4 separate regions of the Mus musculus genome follow, and all the other regions are linked to region 3. The links are chromatin contacts, called in public Hi-C, HiChIP or PLAC-seq and promoter capture Hi-C maps. All regions are on one chromosome and are shown on one strand. Each heading gives the region's core, a stretch centred on a gene start, on an enhancer-like site or on the middle of the called end of the contact. The rest is flanking DNA. Distances are from core to core; before and after follow the strand shown.

Evidence for each region. A called contact is a pair of places that touch in the nucleus more often than the background predicts. HiChIP or PLAC-seq counts read pairs in DNA pulled down with a chosen protein or histone mark. Capture Hi-C pulls out chosen DNA fragments and counts their contacts.
Region 1: a contact with region 3 is called in a promoter capture Hi-C map of liver, with 2.8 times the contacts expected there. The contact joins the promoter of Arl2bp here to the promoter of Zfp319 in region 3. A contact is called at or near these places in 1 of 115 datasets of contacts at active chromatin or transcription factors (memory CD8 T cells) and 2 of 9 other capture datasets (adipose tissue and liver).
Region 2: a contact with region 3 is called in a Hi-C map of embryonic stem cells, with 3 times the contacts expected there. The contact joins the promoter of Slc38a7 here to the promoter of Zfp319 in region 3. A contact is called at or near these places in 2 of 39 promoter capture datasets (embryonic stem cells and neural stem cells), 4 of 484 Hi-C or Micro-C datasets (B cells, CD4 T cells, embryonic stem cells and 1 more), 6 of 115 datasets of contacts at active chromatin or transcription factors (embryonic limb bud and embryonic stem cells) and 1 of 9 other capture datasets (embryonic stem cells).
Region 4: an H3K4me3 HiChIP or PLAC-seq map of bone marrow-derived macrophages shows a contact between it and region 3, with 4 times the contacts expected there. The contact joins the promoter of Rspry1 here to the promoter of Zfp319 in region 3. A contact is called at or near these places in 2 of 39 promoter capture datasets (erythroid cells and hippocampal neurons), 1 of 484 Hi-C or Micro-C datasets (embryonic stem cells), 5 of 115 datasets of contacts at active chromatin or transcription factors (bone marrow-derived macrophages, memory CD8 T cells, pancreatic cancer cells and 2 more) and 1 of 9 other capture datasets (adipose tissue).

Annotation. Positions count from the first base shown.
Region 1 is chr8:94,665,283-94,668,063 of GRCm38.p6, forward strand. Arl2bp (ADP-ribosylation factor-like 2 binding protein) reads left to right here and starts at 1,318. Exons shown (of 6, transcript NM_024191.2): 1 at 1,318-1,619; 2 at 2,315-2,376. The coding sequence starts at 1,582.
Region 2 is chr8:95,851,773-95,854,794 of GRCm38.p6, forward strand. It overlaps Slc38a7 (solute carrier family 38, member 7), which reads right to left and starts at 1,719. Exons shown (of 12, transcript NM_172758.4): 1 at 1,700-1,719; 2 at 1,030-1,135.
Region 3 is chr8:95,330,405-95,333,104 of GRCm38.p6, forward strand. It overlaps Zfp319 (zinc finger protein 319), which reads right to left and starts at 1,407. Exons shown (of 2, transcript NM_024467.4): 1 at 1,117-1,407. Usb1 (U6 snRNA biogenesis 1) reads left to right here and starts at 1,880. Exons shown (of 7, transcript NM_133954.2): 1 at 1,880-2,061. The coding sequence starts at 1,958.
Region 4 is chr8:94,600,538-94,603,525 of GRCm38.p6, forward strand. Rspry1 (ring finger and SPRY domain containing 1) reads left to right here and starts at 1,404. Exons shown (of 15, transcript NM_026274.4): 1 at 1,404-1,893. It overlaps Psme3ip1 (proteasome activator subunit 3 interacting protein 1), which reads right to left and starts at 1,189. Exons shown (of 8, transcript NM_028221.4): 1 at 960-1,189. LOC115486880 reads right to left here and starts at 2,354. Exons shown (of 2, transcript XM_030243886.1): 1 at 2,276-2,354; 2 at 1,079-2,108. The coding sequence starts at 2,354. The coding sequence ends at 1,399.

The DNA.
Region 1 (2,781 bases), core at 68-2,567, 670 kb before region 3:
TCAAAACCAATTTGTGAGAAGAAAGGGTTTATTTTGTTTCCACTTCCATGCAACAGTCCATAACTGAGGGAAGTTGAGATAGGAACCTGAAGGCAGGAACTGAAGTAGATAAAGAAATGCTGTTAACTGGTTTGTTCTCCATAGCATGCTGAGCTTCCTTACATAGATCCTACACCTGCCCAGATATGGCACCACCCACAGAGGACTGGGCCTTCCCTCAGTCATTAAAATAATCCACATTCAAAACCAGGAGGTGATGGCACATGGCCTTTAATCCAAGTGCTTGGAAGGCAGAGGCAGGTGAGTCTCGAGTTCAAGGCCAGCTTGATCTACAGAGTGAGTTCCAGGACAGCCAGGGCAACACAGAGAAACCCTGTCTTGATGAAAAAAGACAGACACACACAAAATCAACTTCTTTCCAGGTCACTCAGGTCAAGCTGACAAAAAACCTACCAGCACGCCTGTCTTCAGCTTGACCAGGATACTCTGATCTTCCAGTGTCTTTGAAATCATCTTGGTTCCTGATGCTGTTAAGATAGATCCATGGATACACATTTTATGTCCATTCCAAAATGATTCAGATTGGCCACGTAACCCTAATTCATACCATAAATTTTCTAGTTATGTACTACACATTTGGCTAAAAGGTATCAGACCACCAAAGAGGCATGCTTAAAAAGGGGGCGGGGGGGGGGGGCGATCCCAGGAAACCTTTCTTCATGGTGTGGCAGTTTTAGAGGGGACTTTCTCCAAAGCAGTTATTCAATTTCTGATTACATCTCTCTCAGTGGTTGTCAACATTTTTGTGCTGCATAATTACCCAAGGAACCACTTACTGCCTAATAATTGTTTACGGGTTTGGTGCGAGTAAGCTGGCAGCAAACTCACTATGTAGCTGAGCAGGTCTTGAATGCCTTAAACCTCCACCTTCCAAGTGCTGGGACTACAGACGCATGCCACAACGCACTGCTTTTGATTTGAAGATCACAAATTAAGTTACAAGTCATCCACTTAATGCCGTGGACCCTTCCATACTTCCAAGAAGTAACTCTCTAGTAAATCAGACGTCTGCATTATCTAGGACAAACTATGAGAGTGGCTTTCGAGCAATTTGGCTATTTCTAGCGCTCTTAAAACACGGTTTCAACTACCTGATCTTTACAATTCCTAAATTGAAAATGAAGAAACCGAGGCTCTTGGCTCCAATTCTTTCATCCAGAAAAAAAAAAAAAAAGTCTACTGCCACCATTTTTTGCAGTCTTCTGCGTGAGACCGGGAACCTGAGGCTGTGATTGGCTGCTGGAACCGCGGGTAACCATAGTGACAGGAGGCGGGGCTGCGAGCTCCGTCTGCCCTAACACACCGGCGGGGTAGCCCCGCGAGAGGCCGGCGGGCGCTGGGCCCAGCCAGGAGCCGCAGCCCCGTCCTCGCGCGATCGCCGGGCGGGGCGTGGGTGCGGCCTTCTGCGGGCCCTTGATGCAGTTGAGGCCGCGCGGGTCAGAGAGGATCCCGGCCCGGCGGCGGGCGCGGTAGGAAGCGGCAGGGCCCCGGGCCCGGGCCGGTGACTGCGGCGCCCCTACGATGGACGCCCTAGAAGAAGAGAGCTTCGCGCTGTCCTTGTAAGTGAAGCGGCCAGGGTCTGCTCGACCTCGGCCTGCGGACGTCCTCTGGGTTGCGGGCTGGCCGGTCGAGGCTCCGCTCTAGCGGGGCGTTTTCTTCCCGTGGCCACCACGGGCATATGTCACAGATAACCAGCGCTTCCATCACAATCCTCTGGCCTCAATCGTGGCCGTCAGCAAAAACCCAGAGGCCTTGAGCTGCCCAGGCTGGCGGCGGCCTCACCGCCTGTCTAAAGCCACTCCTGACCAGTTACCCCCTAGGCCGGTGCCACTCCCGCGTGCGGTCACATTCACCAGCAGATAGGTGTGGCGTTAAGAGCCAGGATGCGGTGAGTAAATCCTGCGGGTAATAAACGCGGAAGTATGAAGTTGTGCCGCACCAGCCTCAGCTACCCAAATTGTTGGCTGCTTTTGTGATTGTCATACCGGTTTTCGTCACGAGTGTTTTCCTGTGTTTGTAATTTCTGTACTAGACAATAATCCTTGATTGGTGAAACTGAGTGATGGGAGGATCATCTTGCTATTATTTTTATGCACGTTGGGAATCTTACATTTTAAAAAATGCTAGTGGGCTTTGTTGTGATTGCCTGGTGTGTGCAAGGCCTTGGGTTCAATGCCCTTACCCACAGAAAACACAAGTTCAGCTCGAAAAATAATTATTTGGACCGGCACCTAATCCTGATGTGTTTTTTCAGCTCCTCCGCCTCTGATGCAGAATTTGATGCTGTGGTTGGATGTTTAGAGGACATTATTATGGGTAAGTTTCGACACTACTAAGTGACTTGTGCCCCTCTAGTTCCTATGGTCAATTCCTTGATTTAAATCAAGTAGACCCTTGCTTTACAACAATTTTTTAATGTATTCATTTACATATGTGATGGATCGTGGGTGGGGTTGTTGCCAGGAGACTATGGCTATGTGGAGCTCAGAGGACAACTTTGTGGAGTTGGTTCTCTCCTTCCACCTTCATGTGAGTTCTGAGGGTTGATCTCGGGTCACCCGTCTTACACAGCAGTGCCTTCAGCCCCCAAGCCATCTCAACACCCCAAACCTCTGCTTATAAGGGCATGCAGAGAAATAAATGTGAAGAGTTGATTTTCAAAACACAAAACACTGAAATTTTAACACACCGCACAATGTAATAGTAAGCAAGCCATACTGA
Region 2 (3,022 bases), core at 469-2,968, 520 kb after region 3:
TTAAAAAAAAAATCGCTGTGCGGTGGTGGTACATGCCTTTAATCCCAGCACGTGGGAGGCAGAGGCAGGCAGATTTCTGAGTTCGAGGCCAGCCTGGTCTACAAAGTGAATTCCAGGACAGCCAGGACGACACACAGAGAAACCCTGTCTCGAAAAACCAAAATAAAAATAAATAAATAAATAAATAAGTCCCGGGCTGGAGAGACAGCTCAGCGTTTAAGAGCACTGACTGCTCTTCCAGAGGTCCTGAGTTCAATTCCCAGCAAACACATGGTGGCTCACAACCATCTGTAATGGGATCTGATGCCCTCTTCTGCTGTGTCTGAAGAGAGCGAAAGTGTATTCATATACATAAAATAAATAAACCTTTTTTGTTGTTGTTGTTTTAAAATCCCATTTCCTCCCCACAAAGGCAGTGATTCAGCCACAACCACTCTCCAACCCTCCTGATAAGGTCAGCCCACCGCAATGGAGGAGGTCTAGAACAGTACATAGGCCCCTGAGGATGCTTCCCAGATGTGCCTTCTAATGATGGACAAAGCTGGGAACATCAACCCAGGAAAGAAGAGAGAAGTGCAAGTGCTCTGGGACATCTGCCATCCAGCAATTAAGGGACACAGTCCCAGTGCTGGGGCCCTCTGCTGGGGCCAGAATCAGAAACACCAGTCTGGCCACAGACTTCTTCCTCTTATGACGCAATCTCCCTTCCCAGCCAGCAACTCAGCAAAATCTCAGTGGTGAGTAGTAAAGGCAGTCTGGGGACTCCCCTGGTCCAGGCATTGCTCCAGAGAGGTCTAAGGCCATCCCTTCCACATTGCTCACACCGCAGAAAAACATACTTCAAGGTCCCGTGACCCTAAGTCTCTCTAGGAAGCAGGTTTCCTTTTGGCACCCCTACCCAGTCCTCGGCCATTTGCCCAGCCTCTCCTGCAACCACACAAAAGCTCAGGACGAGCAACCCCATCCCTTGGACCACTCTCACTGCTCTAAGAGCTTTTACCTCGGCCCCAATCATTTAGCCCAACTTACCTGCTAATCTAGAAGAGGGCTGTTTCCTCTGCCTAAAGGTATGGGGTCAGAGCCCCCTCACCTCCCCTTTTGGCCTCAAGTTCTTCTCAAGGCTTTATCTAAAAATCTGCAGTCAGAAGAGAGAAGAGTTTGACCTTTTGCAGCTGGCTACCAGGGCAGGGGGTGGGAGATTACACTGAGTGGTTCTGAATAACCTATAGCAAGGAGTGGAGTGCCAGTTCAAATAGGGAAAAGGTACACGAAGGAAAGAGGTTACATTAAAGTCACGGTGAGCAGTTGGCGGGGCCAGAGCTATAAGCACGATGCACATTATTTATTAGGTCGGAGATGGAACAGATCTCACATGGTTCCCAGACCAGCCCGGGACCAGCACTGAAACACGAGGTTTGGATTGCATTAGGAGGTGGGACAGCGAGCACCTGACCAGGGTGGGTTGGGATGAGCCCCAAGCCTGGCGAAAAAGCGGTGGGTTGCGTTTTTAACTCCAAAGCTAACTCGATCCTGGCCTAGGACTGAGTGGAGAGCCGTCAGGCTAAGGTGTGGCTGGACTGGTGCAGCAGAAAGCAACAGGCAAAGACGGCTGTGGAGCCCTACAGGGATCTGGTCTCAGCAGTGATGGGGAACTCTGAAGACCCAAGAACCCTACAACCCCACCTTGCACCTCCCGTACCTCCTTTCACATACCTTGTAGGCGTTGTTCCGGAGCCGACTCAAGTAACACGTGAGCCTGAATCACATGACCGTCCAGCTAGCACAGGCCGCAGGAAACTCTGGGAGTTGTAGTTTTTAAGTCAGTGTCACCATCGGACCACACCAGCTTCTCAACCCAACAATAGTTCTGAGCCAGCCTAGCTTTCTGCCAACCCGTTTATCCAGTTATTTTTAGACTTGGTCCCTTGGCCAAATTAAACACTGTTCCTTCCTCCTGGAAAGAGCGTTAAGAGGTTTGGCATCTTTGTCCTCAGGAGCCACGGGCCAAAGCTATTTGGCCTCATTATGTTTGTTCCTGCATTCATTGCCACAGCAAGTGACCCCAGAGTTTCTTTGACTGAGGAGTGTGAGGGACCTTTGAACAAGAGAGAGAGAGAGAGAAAGAGTCAGTTTGAGCATTCATTAATCCCTGGCTACAACCTCAAGGCTAGATTTCGGAAATGTTTGAGGCGGTTCAGGCTCTCGACTTATTGAATGAAGGTGAATTGCCTAGAGCTTTGGCTTCTGGGCTGTATGCCGTTTATAAAGGAAGTCCTTTTCTGCCTCTTTATTTGTGGTTCTAGAACTTGAATCTGAGCCCCAGGAAGGAGCGATATCTTTCAATTATATTCACAGTCTAGTTTAATTATTATTTTTTCTTTTCTTTCTTTCTTTTTTCTCTTTTAAAAGATTTATTTATTTATTATGTATACAGCGTTCTGCCTGTATCCTACAGGGCAGAAGAGTGCACCAGATCTCATTACTGATGGTTGTGAGCCATGTGGTTGCTGGGAATTGAACTCAGGACCTCCGGAACAGCAGACAGTTCTCTTAACCTCTGAGCCATCTCTCCAGCACCAGTTTTTCCTTTTACATTTACTTACGTGTGTCTGTGCATTCACAGTATGCACGGGGAGTCCACAGGGCAACTCTCACGAGTTGCTTCCCTCCTTTCATCCTGTGGCTTCTGGGGATTGAGTTCAGGTCTTCAGGGTTGGTAACAAGTGCCTTTACACGTTGAGCCTCTCAATGGGTCTACCTCTCATTTGAAAAAGTTGGGTATGGGACACATGCCTGTAAACCCAGCATTCAACAGACTGAGGCAGGAGAGCAGTGAGCTTGAAGCTAGCTTGGGTTCCACAATAAAATCCTGGCTCAGGAAGCAATGCTACCTCCCCACCCCACCGGCCCAAGATGAAAAAGGAGGCGATGTTACTGAGATTAGCAGAGCCAAGTACAGACATAAGAAATAATATAGAGCCGGGCGTGGTGGCGCACACCTTTAATACCAGCACTCAGGAGG
Region 3 (2,700 bases), core at 157-2,656:
AGAGGGTTAAATAACAGGTTTATAGACCCACTGATCAGGTGAACTTCTTCACTCTAGTTATCTCCCAGAGGAACATAAACAGAAGTCCCTTACCCTCTGAGTCTTTGACTGTCAAGGTGTAAGAAATTGTTCTGTTTGCCTGAATTGTACAGATAAAGCATGCCCCAGGGTGTGTCTCCTCCAAGTCCCAAATATTCACAGTAATCACTGCAAGATAAAGCCCACCTAACCACCGCCCCCACCCCATGCCAGCAAATCTCTAATTCACCACTTTGAGATAGTATTAAAGCAATCCCACAGAGAATTATTTTTGGAATCAAAGGCAGCCTCCTTTCTAGGTTCTCAGCTGCTTATAGATTTAAAAGTTTGCAAGTTTTCTTTAAGGGAAGGAAAGTAGAGAATGTTCCCATAAGCCAGCTGGCTTCTAACTGTTCTCTTAAAGAAACCTAAGAATCAAGCTAAAAGTTGTCACCCTCAGCATCTTCTGGGAAGGGAGGGAATAAAGAGGCTGCTGATTTGGGGTAGTACCTAGGAGTACGACCAACCAACCACAGCTGGCCATTTTAGCGTTCCTAAGGTAGAGAGGAGCGGTGGACTGCACGGAACACTGTCTGATCTAGCTGTACTAATCCAACTGTGTGTTATTTTTCCTGGTATGAATGGCTGCCAGCCCCATCAGCCGCCCCCACTCCCCACCTCCTAGAGCAACCCCACTGCCTACCCTGACCCTTCTCCAGTAAGGAGAAGCCAGGAACACTCTTAGCTCACTGCACAAGAGCTGGAGAGAGAAGTGGAGAGGAAAGGCAAAGAGAAGCCCCCACCCGCGCCCCACCCTAGCCCTTTTTCCTCTCAGAGTCACCGAATGAAAGCTGATCTCCTCCCATCAGGCCCAGCTGGGCTGCCTGCTGTCAGCTCCTGCTCCGGATGGCCCAGCCACTGCGTCCCGAAAAGGGGGTGGTTCCGGCCGAGGAAGGCCCCAGAGCCTCAAACGGTGCCCGGGAAGCAACTGTACTTCCAGGCCCAGCCTGGATCGCCTCGGAGCTCAGGAGGCTCTCCCTGGGTGCAGGGGCTACTGGAGTGGCCCCCAGATGCAGTCCCGGGTGCCCTGCCACTCACCTGCTCCAGGGGTCAGGCGCGGGACAAGCGAAGACCAGCTGCTTTCTCTGCCGCCTCTTTATTCCGGCTCCATCCGCCGCGGCGCGGCCTACGCGTCCTGCCAATCCCCGGGCCTCGCGTAGCAGAGGCAGGCAGCGCGGAGTCGGGAGACAGGTTTGCAGCAGCCGGAACCGACGAATCGACCCGCGCACTCGGGTTAGCGGGACCGGGGCAGCGGACGGACGGGCGAGCGGACAGACCGACGGGTCTTGCAGAGACCGGCGGACAGAGGGTCGGCGCGAGGCCGGGTAGGCGGGGCCGGGGGAGGAGCGGCAGCCGGGGCGGCGGCTGCCGAGAAGCCCGCGGCGCGGAGCGAGGCCGCCCCCTGTCGGGGACCCGCGGCCCCGCTGGCCCGAGCCTGTGGGTACGGAGGGGCGGGGCTGGAGCCTCGGGATCCGCTCGCCGGAGCCTACGGTCGCGGAGGAGCCGGGATCCTCATCCCCGGCTCGCCGCAGCCCCACCTGACTCTCCGGTCTTCTGCAGCTGACCTGCGGCTCAGCTCGCTCTCAAGAGGGATCCTGAGACTCCAACTTTTTGCAAGTCTGGCAAACAGACCCGCAGACCTGTGGAACCCACACTGGGGCGACGGAGTGATCCGGAAGGCCGCCTCCTACAGCCTTTACCGCACAGGCGGTGGCCGCCGTCCGTCCTAAGCTCCACTGGGCTTCGCCCCCCGGGTCGCCAGGCCCCGCCCCGAGGTGGAGCTACTCTAGGTCCCGCCCCCCACAGAGCACTTCCGGCTCAGAGGAACTCCGGGCGTCGGATCAGGTTGTCGGTGGACACGGCTTGTGGTCGAGGCCCCATGAGCTCGGCGCCCCTGGTGGGCTACAGCAGCAGCGGTTCAGAGGATGAAGCGGAGGCTGTCGCCGCGGGGCGGAGCAAACCGGGTACTGGCTTCCACCGTTGGTGAGGATCGAGGAATTTTTCTCTCTCGAGCGTAGATTCTTTTGAAACCCTAGTGGGACCCGAGCCTCCCGGGGAACCAAGAGGGTGGGTCAGTTCCCCGGTAAGAGAAAAAGGGATGTCGAGGGAAAGGATTCAGGACACACCCTGGACAAAGCCCTGGAATGGCACTACCACACACACACCCTGGCTAAGGCAAAGTTGGGAGTGAGGACACGGGTTCAAGTCCAGCCCTCTCCGTTGGTGCGTTTTTTTTTTTTTTTTTTCTCTTTTGGAAAGCAACTATGTTTCTTCCCAGATGTTTCCTCGTTTGAACACTATGCAATAATAACCCAAGCTTTTCGTTCGTCTAGTAAATGGTTAATGAATAGCCACCGTGAGCCACACGGTAGACTGGAGACACCAGCCTGTTGAAAAACCCATGAAAATCTCATGCGCCAAGAGGCTTAAATCTTCGAGGTTCTTAAATACTGGTCTTTGCTGACTGTAGTGTGTCGGTTCATTGCACAAGAGCTCTAGCAAGTAAAAATATGCTCTACACGTGAGGAAATTAATGTAAGCCAAGATCACAGAGCTACTTGAGTTCAGGCCTGTCCAACTATCTAATAGGGACCTCCAAGCCACACTGCTACCTGCTGAAAT
Region 4 (2,988 bases), core at 154-2,653, 730 kb before region 3:
ATTTTGCTTGGTAGTTTATACTCTGCTTTGTTTTCTGGCAGTCTTGCTAAGGAAGCCAGGCCTGTCTCCAACTGACAGTCCCCCACACCCACACACAGCCTCGTGGTCCTAGGATTACAGGTACAAGCCACTACACGGAGCTCCTCCAAACCATTTTTATGATGTCTCTGGGGACACTTCAATAAATCAATTCACTTAACCAACGAAACTTGCTACACAGGTTGACAAGTCGCTGCAAATCCTACAGAGGTTCATATTAGACTTTGTGGGGTCCACTCTAGACTTAAACAATCAGACTGACCCAAGGGTGCAGCACAGGGTTTGCATTTTAAAACCAAGGGCCACAGACCTTGTGTTCCCCCAAGAAGCCATTTCCATGACCAATAGTTCTCCCTTTCCCTCTGCGTGGACTGGCATTCCAAGGGCACCAACTCTCAAAGAAGACATTTCAACGACCGGTTGTGTTCTAATAAAATAAGCACACAGCCTTGTTTCCTACTAGAAGAGAATGAGCGAGGCGCTGCAACGGGGAAATTTATTATGTACCCATCCTGCAACTACACACTTCGGGATTCAACGATGCTCAAGTCGGCATTCCACGTTTTCTAAGGAGCGAGGAGCTGCTCCGAATGGAACCGAGGCAGCAGCTCACTTTAGGCCTGATGGCTCCAGCTAACCGCAAAGTGCTGAAAGAAGACAAGGGGCCCGGCAGCTCGGGCGCGTAAGAAAGAGTCGGAACCTCCCACCACGACCGCCACGCCGTCCCGCAGACTCCCGCGGCTCCGCTCCGGAGTGGGCACCGCAAACTCCCAAGCCGGGCGACTCAGGACACCGCACTAGAAAGGACCGCGGGCTGGAGACAAACCTGGGCTCTAATCCTAACTCTGGCTTGGAGTTCACCCTCTCCACGGCCGAGAAGCCTGGTTTCGCCTCCCGGCGCGGACCCAGGCCGCACTCACCTACGAGAGCGCGGGAGGCGAGCCGCCCTCACCTCCGCGGCGCCTACCGTAAACCGTCGCCGCCAAGGCCACTCTCGCTCTTAAAAAACTAGAAAAGAAACCAAGAAAAGAACGACGGCTTAAAGGAAGAAAACACACTTCGCTATTGTATTCCTTTTGACCCTTCGGGGCTTCCTGTTCCTTACAGCCACAACACATTTCCACCCCGCTTCCGGCGGCATAGTCCAATCAACAGCTCTCTCCCTCCCCGAGCGCCTCGTGGAAATCCGGTGCTCCAAGACCGTATGGAGCGATCTGATTGGGTCGTTCGCCCTTCGGCAAGGGGATTAGCTGGTTCATTCCAGGCTGGCGGGCCGACCCGCGAGATCACGTGACACAAATCTTGACTGATGATTGGCTGTCTGAGAGAGAGGGCTTGCCACTGAGGAAGGGGCGTTTCCTAGGGGACTGAGGGAGGGCCCGGGCGGTGTGAAGCGGGGGTGGGCCCCTGCGCGTAATGGCAGTGCCGTGTCCCCGCGTCCATCTTTACCGCTCTCTTGGACCTGTCACAAAGGAGTCGCGCCGCTGTCGCTGTCCCCTCCCTCCGGTGGGCCCAGGAGCTAGTGCAAGTCAGTGCCACAGCCCGACCGCGCTGCTCTGGGAAGCCCCTTGGGGACGTGGCCGGGGAGGGAGCTTGAGGGCTAGCGACGCCTGTGAAGGAAGGGGACAGCCGCTGAAGCCTGGGTCGGAGAGACTGGACTGGGGCCGTGGCCGTCTCCGGGCAGGGGTCTTGGAGAGGGTGGCGTTGGTCAGAGCCTGGGAAGCAGCCGGCACACTCTCCTCCGAGGCCCGCGCTGGAGGCGCCTGAAAGCGGTTCCTGGAAGAGGGTGTTCCCCTTTAGGGGATCTTGACTGAAGGAGGTCCTGGGGTCACCCTCCCGAGGAGACTGGCTAAGGTGAGAAGCAGGTACCTCCTGGGGAGGCTCCGGACGCGGAGAGACCCTCGTTCGGGCTCCTCGGAACCGAAGGGGCCGAGGGGCGCACGTCGTGGGCAGGGATTCCTTCTGGGGAGTTTTGCGTTGCAGTGGGAAGCCGACTTCCCCTGGGATGGTCTGGTGTTGCCTTGGGGTGGAGAGTTCGACGTGAAGCGAGGCTGGGGAGAGTTCTTCGCCTTAGAGAGAGGCTGGAGGCGGGAGCCAGACCTAGCGGATTCTCCTACTCTCCAGGCCTGAGCTAAATATTAAGTAAAAAACCCTTGGGGAGGGCAGTCCTTTCCGTTGGAAAGCCCTAGATCGGGATGGTAAGCGGAAACGGGGATAGTCGGGGTTCTTCCCTCACTCTGGAGTCTGACTAGGTGTCCCAGAGTAAGGATTCTGCTGCCTCTGGCCTTCGCGCCAGAGTGGGACAGGGGAGTCATCCCACCAGCAGCACCCCCAAGCGAGCCTCCAAATTTGGCATTACTTCCTGCCGGGCCCGCTGTCTGCCTCACTTTCCCTGTTCTTACAGAGGGAGACCTAGTTAGAGCTACTGGGCTGAAACTCTTGAGATTCTGTCTTGCGCAGATGTCCGAGTAAGGTTTCGTCCCCTGGAGTGATGTACTTTGAACTTTTTTAAAGTTGGCAGTGTCTGTTACCGTCTGAGTAGAGTCGTGCAGTCTCCCAGGCTCCTCACTTAACCCATCTGCTTGTCCTTCCTTAGTTGAAGTGACTTGACATCTTAGAGTTTCTTCTGTAAAATAATCAACGCTGTGTGTGTGGAAGTAAGGTAGTGTAATGTATTGTTGTTGAGGAACAATGTGTTTTCTAATCTGGAAAATTGTTGATGTAAGAGACTAGCATAAATACTGGTCTTGATTACCTATAGAGCTCTGAGAACCATGTATCACTGAGTGAAATGTTAGTCTAAACCCTGCCTGCTTCCTAGACATGAAGAGGTTTCCAGCTTTTGTTTAGAGAGTTTTAATTTACTTTCCACTTCTAATAGTGCTGGGAGGAATTAGCATTTCCTTTGAGTAGTTTTTCTTTTAAGTAGTTTGTTCTAAATATTGTAGG